Linked DNA regions of Mus musculus: region 1 is linked to region 2. Evidence: chromatin contacts called from public promoter capture Hi-C data. All regions are on one chromosome and are shown on one strand. Each heading gives the region's core, a stretch centred on a gene start, on an enhancer-like site or on the middle of the called end of the contact. The rest is flanking DNA. Distances are from core to core; before and after follow the strand shown. Region 1 holds the start of Cisd2 (CDGSH iron sulfur domain 2). Region 2 holds the start of Adh5 (alcohol dehydrogenase 5 (class III), chi polypeptide).

Region 1 (5,389 bases), core at 500-2,999, 3.0 Mb before region 2:
ACTATGCCTCTTTGGCTTTGAATTCCCAGTTTTAGTGAATTACATTCAAGACTATACCATTCAGAAGAGAAAAAACAATTGGTTTATGTATACTAACATTAAACTACTACAACGCACTTATTTGAAATATAGAACTCTAAATTTCAAGCTATAAAGGGGCAGGAAGGCAGAGGACAAGATCAGTACTGTCAGAATACCTGCAGGAGGGTTACACGAAACAGTGCCGAGGTAAAGAAATGGCAGGGGAGGGAAGTCAAGTCATGTACTTGCTACAGTTTTTAAAAATAAGGGCACAGGACCAAGAAATTTTGATATTTATAGAGAACAGAAGATTTGGAATTTTTTGTTCTTGTTACTTTTATGTTACTTCAAGTGTCTGCATGTTTCCTTGGTGTGGATTCGTCAGCTACAGTGCTTTCTAATCTCTTTCATACACTCTACTGGATCTAATGTTTAAACACGTTAAAAGCTTAAAACCTACTTGTTAACAGAGCAGTTGTCAGTGACAATTAAAAAAAAAATCTCTCTGTTAAAGTCTGTATGGTATAGGTGTATCCATATAAACACATGAGTCTCTTTTGTTTTTACTTTTTATCCCTGGGAGGGGCGAGTATCAAATGCACATCTGTTTGAGGAACTCACTCAGGAAAAGCCAAACTGCAAACAAAATAATTTCCTTGGAATGGGGCTGACACCCATCTCCAAATACTCCTCAACAATTTGGTATGAACTCCATCTTCTGGTACACGGAATTACTTTTTCTTCCAAGTCTCCCAATTATTGTATTTCAAGTCAAATGTCTCTAGACTACTCACCTCCGAGTTATCTAAATTCATGTTTGCATTCGCTGATATTAGGGACCTCAGGCACTGCTGATTTTGTCACCATCTCATACAGTCTGCGGACACGGTTTAGAAAAATTTAACCTACACCATCATGCTCCAAACCCAACACAATCTATCAAGTACTGACTGCATTCTGCATATAGTCAAGATATTTATTACTGAGCTGCGGGAACCTTTTCATACAGGCAGAACCTTAATTCACAATAGATTCAATGCTCCAAAATCATAGAGCCTAGGAATACATCCGGCTACTTTTTCTGCACCTCAACTTGCTCCAGGAACTGTAGTTATGGAGGTGACCTCAAATGCCTCCATGATAGGTGACTTCAAGCCTCCAAGTGCTGTCGGGAAGGGAGGTCACTGGTGATTTCGTTAATACAGGCATCATACACGGGCATGGCGTGGAGGCAGTACTTCTTCCCCACGCGCTGGGCGCCTCACACAGCGAGGACTTGGAAAGTGCTTTACAAGATGCATGCGACAGTGAGTTCAGGAACGAGCCGCGTCGCTCCTACCTCAGCACCTACTCCCCGGCATTAACCCGTTGGGTCGGTCGCCCGGGAAAGGAACCCTTCCCGGGGCCGCCTCGCGCCGCGCAGGCGCACGCCGGCCGCGGGTCACGTGCCAAGGCCTGACGCCCCGCCCCGGCCCGCCCCGCGCCGCGCCGCGCTCTCCACCGCTGCCCCCACGGGGGCGGCGCGCGAGGATGGGACGGCGGCGGGAGGGTTACCTGTGAGGCGGGCGAACCCGGTGATGCTGTCGGGGACCGGGAGCTGCTTGAGGTAGGCGGGCAGCTGCACCTTCACGATGCGGGCCACGCTGTCCAGGACCATCCTGCCGCCGGCGGCGTCCGCTGCCCGGCTGCTGCGCTTGCGTGAGAGCGGAAGCGGCCGGCGGGCTCGCGGGCTCGGGCGGGAGGTGGCCCGCCGGGCCGCGATTGGCGCGCGGCGAGTGACGTGCGCGCTGCGGAGCGGAGCCGAGCGCAACGCAGCGCCCAGCGTACGGAGCCCGGCCTGTCCTCGGCTCGGCTGCGGGGGTGGGCGTCCGCTTTCGACCCTTGACGTCTGCGGAAGCGGGTGGCCGGGTTTTGAAAGAAACCCAAAGTTACCCACTGATTGTTTTTTCCTCCGCAACTTTAGTCAGTTCTGCCCAAGCAGTCAAAGGCTTTTCTTTTTAAAGGGGGGAAATGTGTTTGCCCCCCACCCCCTTTTTTAGACAGTCATGTAACCCAGCCTGAACTGACATTCAGGAGGCTGATAACTATGAGTATCTTCATCTTCCAAATGCTGGGATAACCACGCTTGTCTTGTGGAGTTTCTGTGACACGGGGCTTACGTCTTGTAAAATGTAAAGGTATTGGAGTGGTTTTACTTACCTATCTTGGCTGAGGTTAGAATAGCCAGGGTAATGCATTCGCTGTGGAGTTAAGGGCTTTTGACCCAGGAGCCTACTGTTGAATAGCAAGCTAGTCAGATGAGCAGGCTTGAAGGTCACTGAGGATGGACCGACCCCAAGTTCAGTCTGCAGCTTACAATCCTCGGAACTGAAACTGCAACTCTGATTACTGGTCAAAAAAAAAAAAAAATCTCTGGCCTTGGTGAAAACATGACATTCTAAACTGAGCCAAAGATCTTAAGTTTGCTATCTGGTGCTGAAAAGGAGAGCTTTCTGGGAAGAATAAAGGTGTAACCACTGTTCTCCCTCCTTTATGAGTTCATCCAAATGGGCCTATCAAGGAAATCGGAAAATTGTCTATTCAAGAGACTTAAATAGTACAAAGCCTACTTAAAAAACATGTCACAACACCATAGTTTAGCTGTTATCCACTGTCACCTCATGAAATTGTTCACCTCTATAGTGTTCCCTTTGGTCTCTTCTCCCCTTTGTGAGTACCCTACTTTATCATTTAATAAACTCTTGTCTTCACTATCCTGTGTCTCGTTTAAATTCTTTAAACAGACCACAAGTACTAGAGCTAAGGGAAGGCCAGAGCAAGTACCTGGTAAAAGTATCCTGGAAACTTGACATCAGTGTTCTGTAACATTCAGCATTTGGTATGCCCACGTAACATCGAGCTGTAATCAGCTTTATTTTTTTGTTGGTATTTTAAGTTTGAAAAGTAAACTGTTGGGGGGGGGTGGGTATGGGGGACCTTTGGGATAGCATTGAAAATGTAAACGAGGAAAATACCTAATTTAAAAAAAAAATCTAAAAAAAAAAAAAGAAAAGTAAACTGTTCTTTGAACTGTTTAAATTTAACTCTGATCATTTTTTTCACTAAAACACTAAAAAGAAAAGTAGCAGGTGATGAAAAGTTTTTTTAAAATTACTATCATTTTTAACCTGATCAGATTGACCAAGTACAATTGGATAATTGAAGGTTTTTGGATATAGAACATGTCTATGAGCTATGGCATAGCAAATGATACACCAAAAAGTGGTGATTTAAAAGATTACTGTTTCCATTAGGATTTCCATATTTCCATTCCTTTTGGGAGGTTAGGTTTTTTGTTTATTTGTTTTGTTTTGTTTGTTTTTGTCTGAAGGAAAAAAGGTCCCAAAGTTGTTTGTCTTAAAAGGAGTGAAATTTAAGCATTCTTGCCCTCTGAACTGTATTACCTCTGCTAATCAGGTATACCGTCCTTGTGGAAATGGTTGAAGTAGGAGGTAAGTTGAACATAGGGTACACTGAAGAATGTCTGCGAAAGGACATTGGATATTTCTTTTAATTCATCATGACAAGGACAAAATAGGCTATGTTGAATGACATTCTTAAGACCTCTACAGTTTTTCATTTGGGATAAAAGGTAGAAACCTGTCTTAGAAACACAAATATTCAAGTGCCAGATTACAATTCAGTGTACTCAGACACCAGTGTCACCATATAGGGTATGTCTAATACCCAGAGAGACTCAACAATTCAGCACACTCAGACACCCTTGTCACCACATAGGGTATGTCTAATACCCAGAGAGACTCAGTATTCTTTAGAGCCACAGTTGGCAATACCACCACTGCAATTGTTGTTTTCCTTTGAATGTTTTTGAATTCCATATAAAAAGAATTACAGGTGTGTGTGTGTGTGTGTGTGTGTGTGAGAGAGAGAGAGAGAGAGATTAGCTTCCTCTCAGCAGTATTTGTAGATACTGGATTGATATTTTTGATGGAAGCTTATATGCCTAAAACTTTTTTTCCTTGAAATTTAGAAAAGTATGGATCATATATTAGCTGTTTCTGTTGAATGGCACGAGCTATGTTAAAGGATAGTCTTATAGTCCCATCAGAATTTATATCCTGTTTCACTTCTTTTCTCTTTAAATTTCTTCTTTTAGTGTGTCTGTGTTTTGCCTGCATGTATGTCTGTGTACCACATGCATGCCTGGTAGTTATGAAGACCAGAAAAGGCATCAGATACCTAGGGACTGGAGTCACCGACTGTTGTAAGCCCCTATGTAAATGCTGGGACTCAAACCCAGGCCTTCGGTAGAGCAGCTGGTGCATTTACTCACTGACTGTCTGTTCACCCTCTTATTTTTATTTCTTTTAAATAGATGCAGATAGTCGAATATAATCTTGCAAATACCATTACATCTGGTACATTTCCAGTATTTTTCATTTGTAACAGTCTACTTTATTGGCTAGCTGGACTATATCTGATATTAACTGAAACTCAAGCAGCTGGGTACTCCTGTAAGGAATTTTTTCTTAAATAACTTGAAGTGGGAAGACCCAACTTTAATCCCGATCTTTTGAAGTAGGAAGGTCTATATTTAATCTGGGCCACACCTTCTGCTGGTAGCCTATATAAAGGACATGGAAGAAGGAAGCTTTTCTGTCTAGTTCTCCTTCTCTCTGGCAAGTCCATTCCTTCACTAGCATTAGAGCCCACTTCTTTGGTATTCGGGTATATATTGAAGCCCAGCTGATACATCCAGTTTCATAGACTGAATAGCTACCGGATTCGAGGATTATCCATTGGTAGCCAGCCATGTTGGACTAGCTGGACCATAGCCTGTCAGCCATTCTAAAATAATACCCTAGCTAGAGACAGAGAGGAGAAAGATGGATGGTAGTCATATAGATGGATAGATGGACTGATGGACAGATGAATAGACAGATACATTCTATAAGTCTGTTATTCTAGAACTCTAAAACATTGGGTATTCTTTTTTTTGTAATTTTAGCAGTGATTTATTAAACTTAGTCTTATTCTTTAAAACCAGGGTTAGCAGGAAATAAATGTGGAAGCTAAACCAATGGGTATTCATAAAACACACACTTGAAAATAATATGTTCTAAAGAGAACTGGCATGCTTATCTGACTATGTTATGACACAGTATTCAACAAATTCTGGGTTTACTGGAACTAAAATGTCACCTTTAAAAAAATACCCAAGAACGGGCAGGAGAGATGGCTCAGTGGTTAAGAGCACTGACTGCTCTTCCAGAGGTCCTGAGTTCAAATCCCAGCAATGACATGGTGGCTCACAACCATCTACAATGGGATCTAATACCCTCTTATGGTGTGTATGAAGACAGTGACA
Region 2 (5,776 bases), core at 1,411-3,910:
ATGTGTATAAACATTTGTGCTTCTGCATATATGTATTTCTCACGCTTTTTCTTTGGTTCTGTTTCTTCTTTTTGCTCATTTGTTTTGTCCTATTCTAGCTTTTGCTTTATATCATTATCATCATCGTTATTCAGATACCAGCTTGTTTTCTAACAGGAAGCAGAAAGGTTGTAGATTCAGACTGGAGGGAAGGTGAGAAGGATCTTGGACAAGTCAAGGGAAGGGAAAAATGTAATCAGAATGTATTGTATGAAAAGTCTGTTTTCAACAAAGGAAAAACTAAAACGCACGGTCTGATCATTCCAGCACAGCTGTCACCTTCTGGGTCTGGTTTTGATGCTTGCCATGCTCATTCAAACTATGGTTTGCCTTGCTCTGTGCCTTGCAATTTTTTTTATTAAAAGACAGATATAATTTACTGAGTAAAAGGGGAAAATGTTCTACAGTTTTTAATTTTTTATTTTATCTGAGTCTTTAGGTGAGCTTATAAACTTTAGTTATTCTCAGGGGGTTTTTTTTGTTTTTTGTTTTTTGGGTTTTTTTGTTTTGTTTTGTTTTGTTTTTTTTGGTTTTTCCATACAGGGTTTCTCTGTGTAGCCCTGGCTGTCCTGGAACTCACTCTGTAGACCAGGCTGGCCTCGAACTCAGAAATCCACCTGGCTCTGCCTCCTGAGTGCTGGGATTAAAGGCATGCACCACCACGGCCGGCCTCAGGTGTTTTTTTTGGTTGGTTAGTTGGTTGGGTTTTTGTTTTGTTTTGTTTGGTTTGGTTTGGTTTGGTTTGGTTTGGTTTGGTTTGGTTTGGTTTGGTTTTGAATTCTCAGCCCCTTACAAGGAATAGGATTCTAGAACTAGAGAGGACTGAAGATGCCCATCTCCCTTCTCCCTGACTGGATGAGCACAGGGAAAACTCATGCTGAGTTAAGCCCTGGTCAAGTCATTTTTGAGGGCAAGCCTCCTTAAGAACACACATGTTTACATTGATACTACCTCTAGAGCAGTGGTCCCAGCCTCCCTAATGCTACAACCCTTTATACAGCTCCTCATATTGTGGTGACCCCAACCATAATTATCTCATTGCTACTTCATAACTATCATCTGGTTGTTATGAATCGTAATGAAAATATCTCATGTTCAGGATACCTGATACGTGATCCCTATGAAAGGATCATTCGACCCCCAGAAGGGTCATGACCCACACGTGACAAACACTGCTCTAAAGGAAACAGTAGGAAAATTTTTCTCCCTCCTTCCCTGAAAAATCGTGAAAATAAACTTCTCAAAGTATGAGAATACTCCACTCCACATGACTGCATCCTCCGTCGTTTACAAAAGTCAGACTAAACTACAAAGTGCCTACAGCAATAGGTCAATCACTCTTCAGTTTCTGGCCCTAGTACTGCTTCTTGCAATGATGAATTTCTAGTCTGATGGATTGTGATTCTCTGTATTCCTGTTTCTGTTTCGGGGGGCAGCAGCTCTCCCTGCGTGACTTCACTTCTGTAAGAATTATGAATTCCTCAACTTGTTCAACTTCTTACAGGAGTATAACTTATAATATCCACATGTGGTGGTTTGACTGGAAATGGCTTGTATATTTGAATATTTTAATCACCAGACACTGGAATCATTTAAAAGGATTAGGAGGCACGAATACAAGATTAGTTTTAAGTAAGTTGGGTTTTAAGCACTGAGATACCCTAATACACACTGGCTTGGTACTTCAAGCCTGGAGTTTAGGAACACTACCCTGACTGGAGACAGACTATGGTGATCATCCTATTAATTATATACGTTAAAAGCCAGGGTGTGAGTTAGTGTGAAGTGAGAGAAGGGCTTTGAACAGTACCGTGGAGAATGTCAACCCTTAAAGTGTGTAATCAGGAAATGAGCCATGAAAAAGACAAAATGCGGTGTTTTAGTGGGTACATTTCAACACAAGCAGCATTTGGGATTACATCAGCAAATACAGCAGCCTCTGTCTCCACATAGTTGGTCCACTCTTAAAAGGGGCCCACTCTGCTCCCTCGGTTCCCTTCCTGAAAACTTCTCTCCGTGTCCGATGGTCCCTGAAATCCCAGGACCTGGTCGTAACCTGCTGAAATCCGAGGTCGGGCTGTTGCTAGGATGGGCACCTCTCCCTCTAGTGTTCCTTCAAAGCCCTTGAGGGCCGCAGTGTTGACTCGTCCTGGACCCAGACCCGCAAAACAAGGGGCTGCATTAGCTCGCTAGCGCATGCAACCCGCAAATCAGTAGCTCGCTAGCTAGCGCGTGCAAGCCCGGGAAGAGGGGGGCGGGGGGACCGCGGACAGGGACACACGGAAGGCGTGGCTTGTTCTACACGTGCTTTCCCACACGTGTTACCACACGCTATATTTCTCTCACGTCTAACGTACAAAGACTGCACGAAAATTAGACAAGGAAATACCACAGAGATGCTTTGCAGGGGCTCAGTTGAGCCAGCCTGGAATAAAGCGCTTCACGGCCCCAAAACTACTGCCTCCCCAGCAACGGAGCGCAGTAGCCGAAACTCAGGCTCCGAAACGCGGGCCCCGCCCTTCCGGTATTAGGCCCGCCTCCCAGCCGAGTCCCGCCCTACGCACAGCCACCTCCTCCCGCCCTCACGTACGCCCCGCCTACATCGAAGGCCCGCCTCCCGCGCACAGCCCCTCCCCTCACGCACGGTCCAGCCCTCACCCGGGTTCCGCTACACTCGTGAACCTTAGCGCTCGATCCCGAACTAGCGGCCATGGCGAACCAGGTATGGAGGCGCGCGGTGGGCCGGAGCAGAGGAGGGGAACGCCCGGGTGGCCCGCTGCCGCCCGCCGGGGAAGGCGAGCGCAGCCGCAGCGAGGGCATGGAGGCTTTGTTTCGGCGCCGCGCTTGGAGAGCAGCTCTGCTTTCTGCTCTGCTCCGCCGGAGCCCGGTGGGCTGAGGCCCGCGCCCGTCACGCGGGACGGAAGAACTTGCCCGGGTCGCGCCCGGGTTGCAGGATCAGATTTGGAGCGCGGGCCGTGCTCAAAACTCCCAAGCAAAGTTAGGCCCTTCCTTCGACCTTGGCTTTCTACGTGCAGCACGGTGTACCTGTTTTTTTCAAATCACGTTATTTGACTTTCAAGTCCATCTCCAGTAAACCCAGTGAGTGGCTTGCAACCTTTATTCTGTCAACACATTTCATAAGCGTCAAGTGAACTGATCAAAACCCAGCATTTCTCACTAGGTTTGGTTCCGTGGTTAAGAAGGTCTGTACTGAGTGTAATCGCTCTAGTAGCTCATTGCTTTAGATGCGCGATATAAATTTCATATGGAATTGTAAACTTTACAGAGCCACATAAAATTAATTCTAATGGTATGTTTACCCAACCTGATACTCGCAATATTATTTCCACGTTATAAGTATTTTTAAATTGAGATATTCTTCACTCTTCTAAGCTTTCAAATTTTTACATCATACCTGATTTCAGTTCACACTTGTCCTTTATCTATAGTGTTCAATAGCCACCTGTGGCAAATGGCTAATGCATTAGTTAGCACAGTTATAAGAGATGGTTATAGTATTTTTACCCCCATTTGGATATTTCTTAGGATCCTTTCCACTGGGAAGTATTGCACTAAAGTGATGCTATATAAGCCATCCCAAGGAAAAGATAATTAGGTCGCATAATACTAAGCTTGAATACTAACCTTGAATTACTTGCCAAACCTAGTGAAAGACTCTGGGTGGGATTTTGCTTGGCTTGTCCATTGTTGTGCTAGGACTCAAATCCAAGGCCTTGTGCATTCAAGGCACATGCTCTACCATTGAGCTACACCCCAGCTTGGGACATGTATTCCATAGTCTTCTTTCCTTTTCTTTCTTTCCTCCTCTTCTTCTTCCTTTTCCTCCTCCTCCTCCATCTCTTCCCCACCTCCCACCCTCCTTTAAGATGTGTGTGTGTGTGCCTGTGTGTGTGTATATGCATGCAGGAGCCTGTGGAAGCCAGGGGGTGGCACAGATCCTCTGGAACTAGAATTACAGGTAGCTGTGAGAGTGTAGATGCATAGGACTGAACCTGGAGTTTTCTGCAAGAGCAGTAGGTGGGTGCTCTTAACCACTGAGCCATCTCTTCAGCCCTTTGATTTTATATATATGTATACACAATTTAAATATAAATAATATATATGCACATATTTGTTGTCCTGGTTGATGGTGGTTTAGGGTGGAAGGTTTGAGATGGAATCTCTCCATGTAGCCCTGTCGGTCCTGGAACTTGAAGTGTAGATCTAGCTGGCCTCGAGCTCACTGAGAGCCACTTGCCTCTGCCTCTGAGCGCTGGGACTAAAGGTTTGCCTCACTGTATCTGGCCCTTTAATTTTATGTTATTCACTGTGTGATTTATGTGAGACCTAAAAACAATTCTCCATCTCACTTAGAGGTTATAAGCTTTTCTGTGAATATGCTGTTCAATTTAGTTTTATTTATTTAGCTTTGCGTGTGTCTGAGTTTGTAGCGTGTGTGTGTGTGTGTGTGTGTGTGTGTGTGTGTGTGTTTATGTTTATGCGTGTTCACAGGTGGGTATGTCAAGGTCTCAGGCTGACATCAGGTCTTCAATTGCTCCACCATACATTGAATCAGGGTCTTTCACTTGAACCCAGAGCTCTCCAGGCCAGTTACTCGATCCAGCCAGCTTGATCTGCCTCCAGGTGTTATGCTGGGGAGCTGAACTCTGGGCCTCAGGCCTGCACGGGCAGGAGCTGTACGCCCTGGACCCTCTCCACAGCCTGGCACACTAACATGAGCAGCATCATTATCTTGGTTGCCCGTGAAGTAATTACTAATCTAGGAGAATAAACTTTACTTCTTTTCCCCCACCTCAGGTGATCAGGTGTAAGGCTGCAGTCGCCTGGGAGGCGGGAAAGCCTCTCTCCATAGAGGAGATAGAAGTGGCCCCTCCAAAGGCTCATGAAGTTCGGATTAAGGTAATGTCCAGCTAAGGCATTGTGGGAGAAACCCCAAAGGGCGGTGTCAAGGAGAAAGCATTGGAAGTCTTCCTGCCACAGAATCACAGTCCTCCCCACACCTGCCCTTCCTCAAGTTGGCCTCTCCATCTTTTTGTATTTGCTCATGGGCGGGCTAAGAAGCCAAACCTACGGATTAGTGGATTGCCACAATAGAACGGTCATAGTTTGGGTTTAAGGTGGCTTTATGTGACCCTCCCCTTTCCGCTAGTCTCATAACTCACAGAGTGGCGTTGTATTAGAATCAAAGAAAAGACACGGTCTTCAGTTTTGCTTCAGAAAAACTGGAAAGAGGTTCTTGATTGATTAGAGCGGCAAACAGATGAAGTTCTGCTGCCCACAGAGCTTTAAATTGTCCTGCCCGTGATGGACAAGGCCAGGGTTCTGTGGATCCATTTGTCCCCCGCTCCTCACCCTCCACTGTGGCTAAGAATTTATGGAGAGGCAGAAGGCAGCGTTCCGGAGAGACCTGTGCTGCCTTGACGTTTGTAAAACTGTTTTTACCCTCTGCTCTCTGCTTGTTTATGACACAAAGTTAATGCTTTAAAGTTATAACCATTGCGTGTGTTTGTTCCTTAACATTCTGGGACAGTGTTTCCTTGAAGGGCAAGAGTCACGACTCTTACTTCATCAGGACACCAGGCACATTGTGCAGATTAGCCTGTGCCCCAAGGTTTGCATGTATCCAATTGAGAAGCACAAAACCTACTGCTTTTCAAGGTCCTTTTCAGCCAAGATCTAAGAGTCTGAAATGCTATACTTTATGTATTTATGTTCG

Evidence for each region. Promoter capture Hi-C pulls out the DNA fragments that hold promoters and counts their contacts.
Region 1: a promoter capture Hi-C map of pre-B cells shows a contact between it and region 2. The contact joins the promoter of Cisd2 here to the promoter of Adh5 in region 2. A contact is called at or near these places in 2 of 39 promoter capture datasets (hippocampal neurons and pre-B cells) and 1 of 115 datasets of contacts at active chromatin or transcription factors (astrocytes).

Annotation. Positions count from the first base shown.
Region 1 is chr3:135,421,684-135,427,072 of GRCm38.p6, forward strand. Cisd2 (CDGSH iron sulfur domain 2) reads right to left here and starts at 1,750. Exons shown (of 3, transcript NM_025902.3): 1 at 1,576-1,750. The coding sequence starts at 1,678.
Region 2 is chr3:138,440,433-138,446,208 of GRCm38.p6, forward strand. It overlaps Adh5 (alcohol dehydrogenase 5 (class III), chi polypeptide), which reads left to right and starts at 2,661. Exons shown (of 9, transcript NM_007410.3): 1 at 2,661-2,761; 2 at 4,858-4,959. The coding sequence starts at 2,750.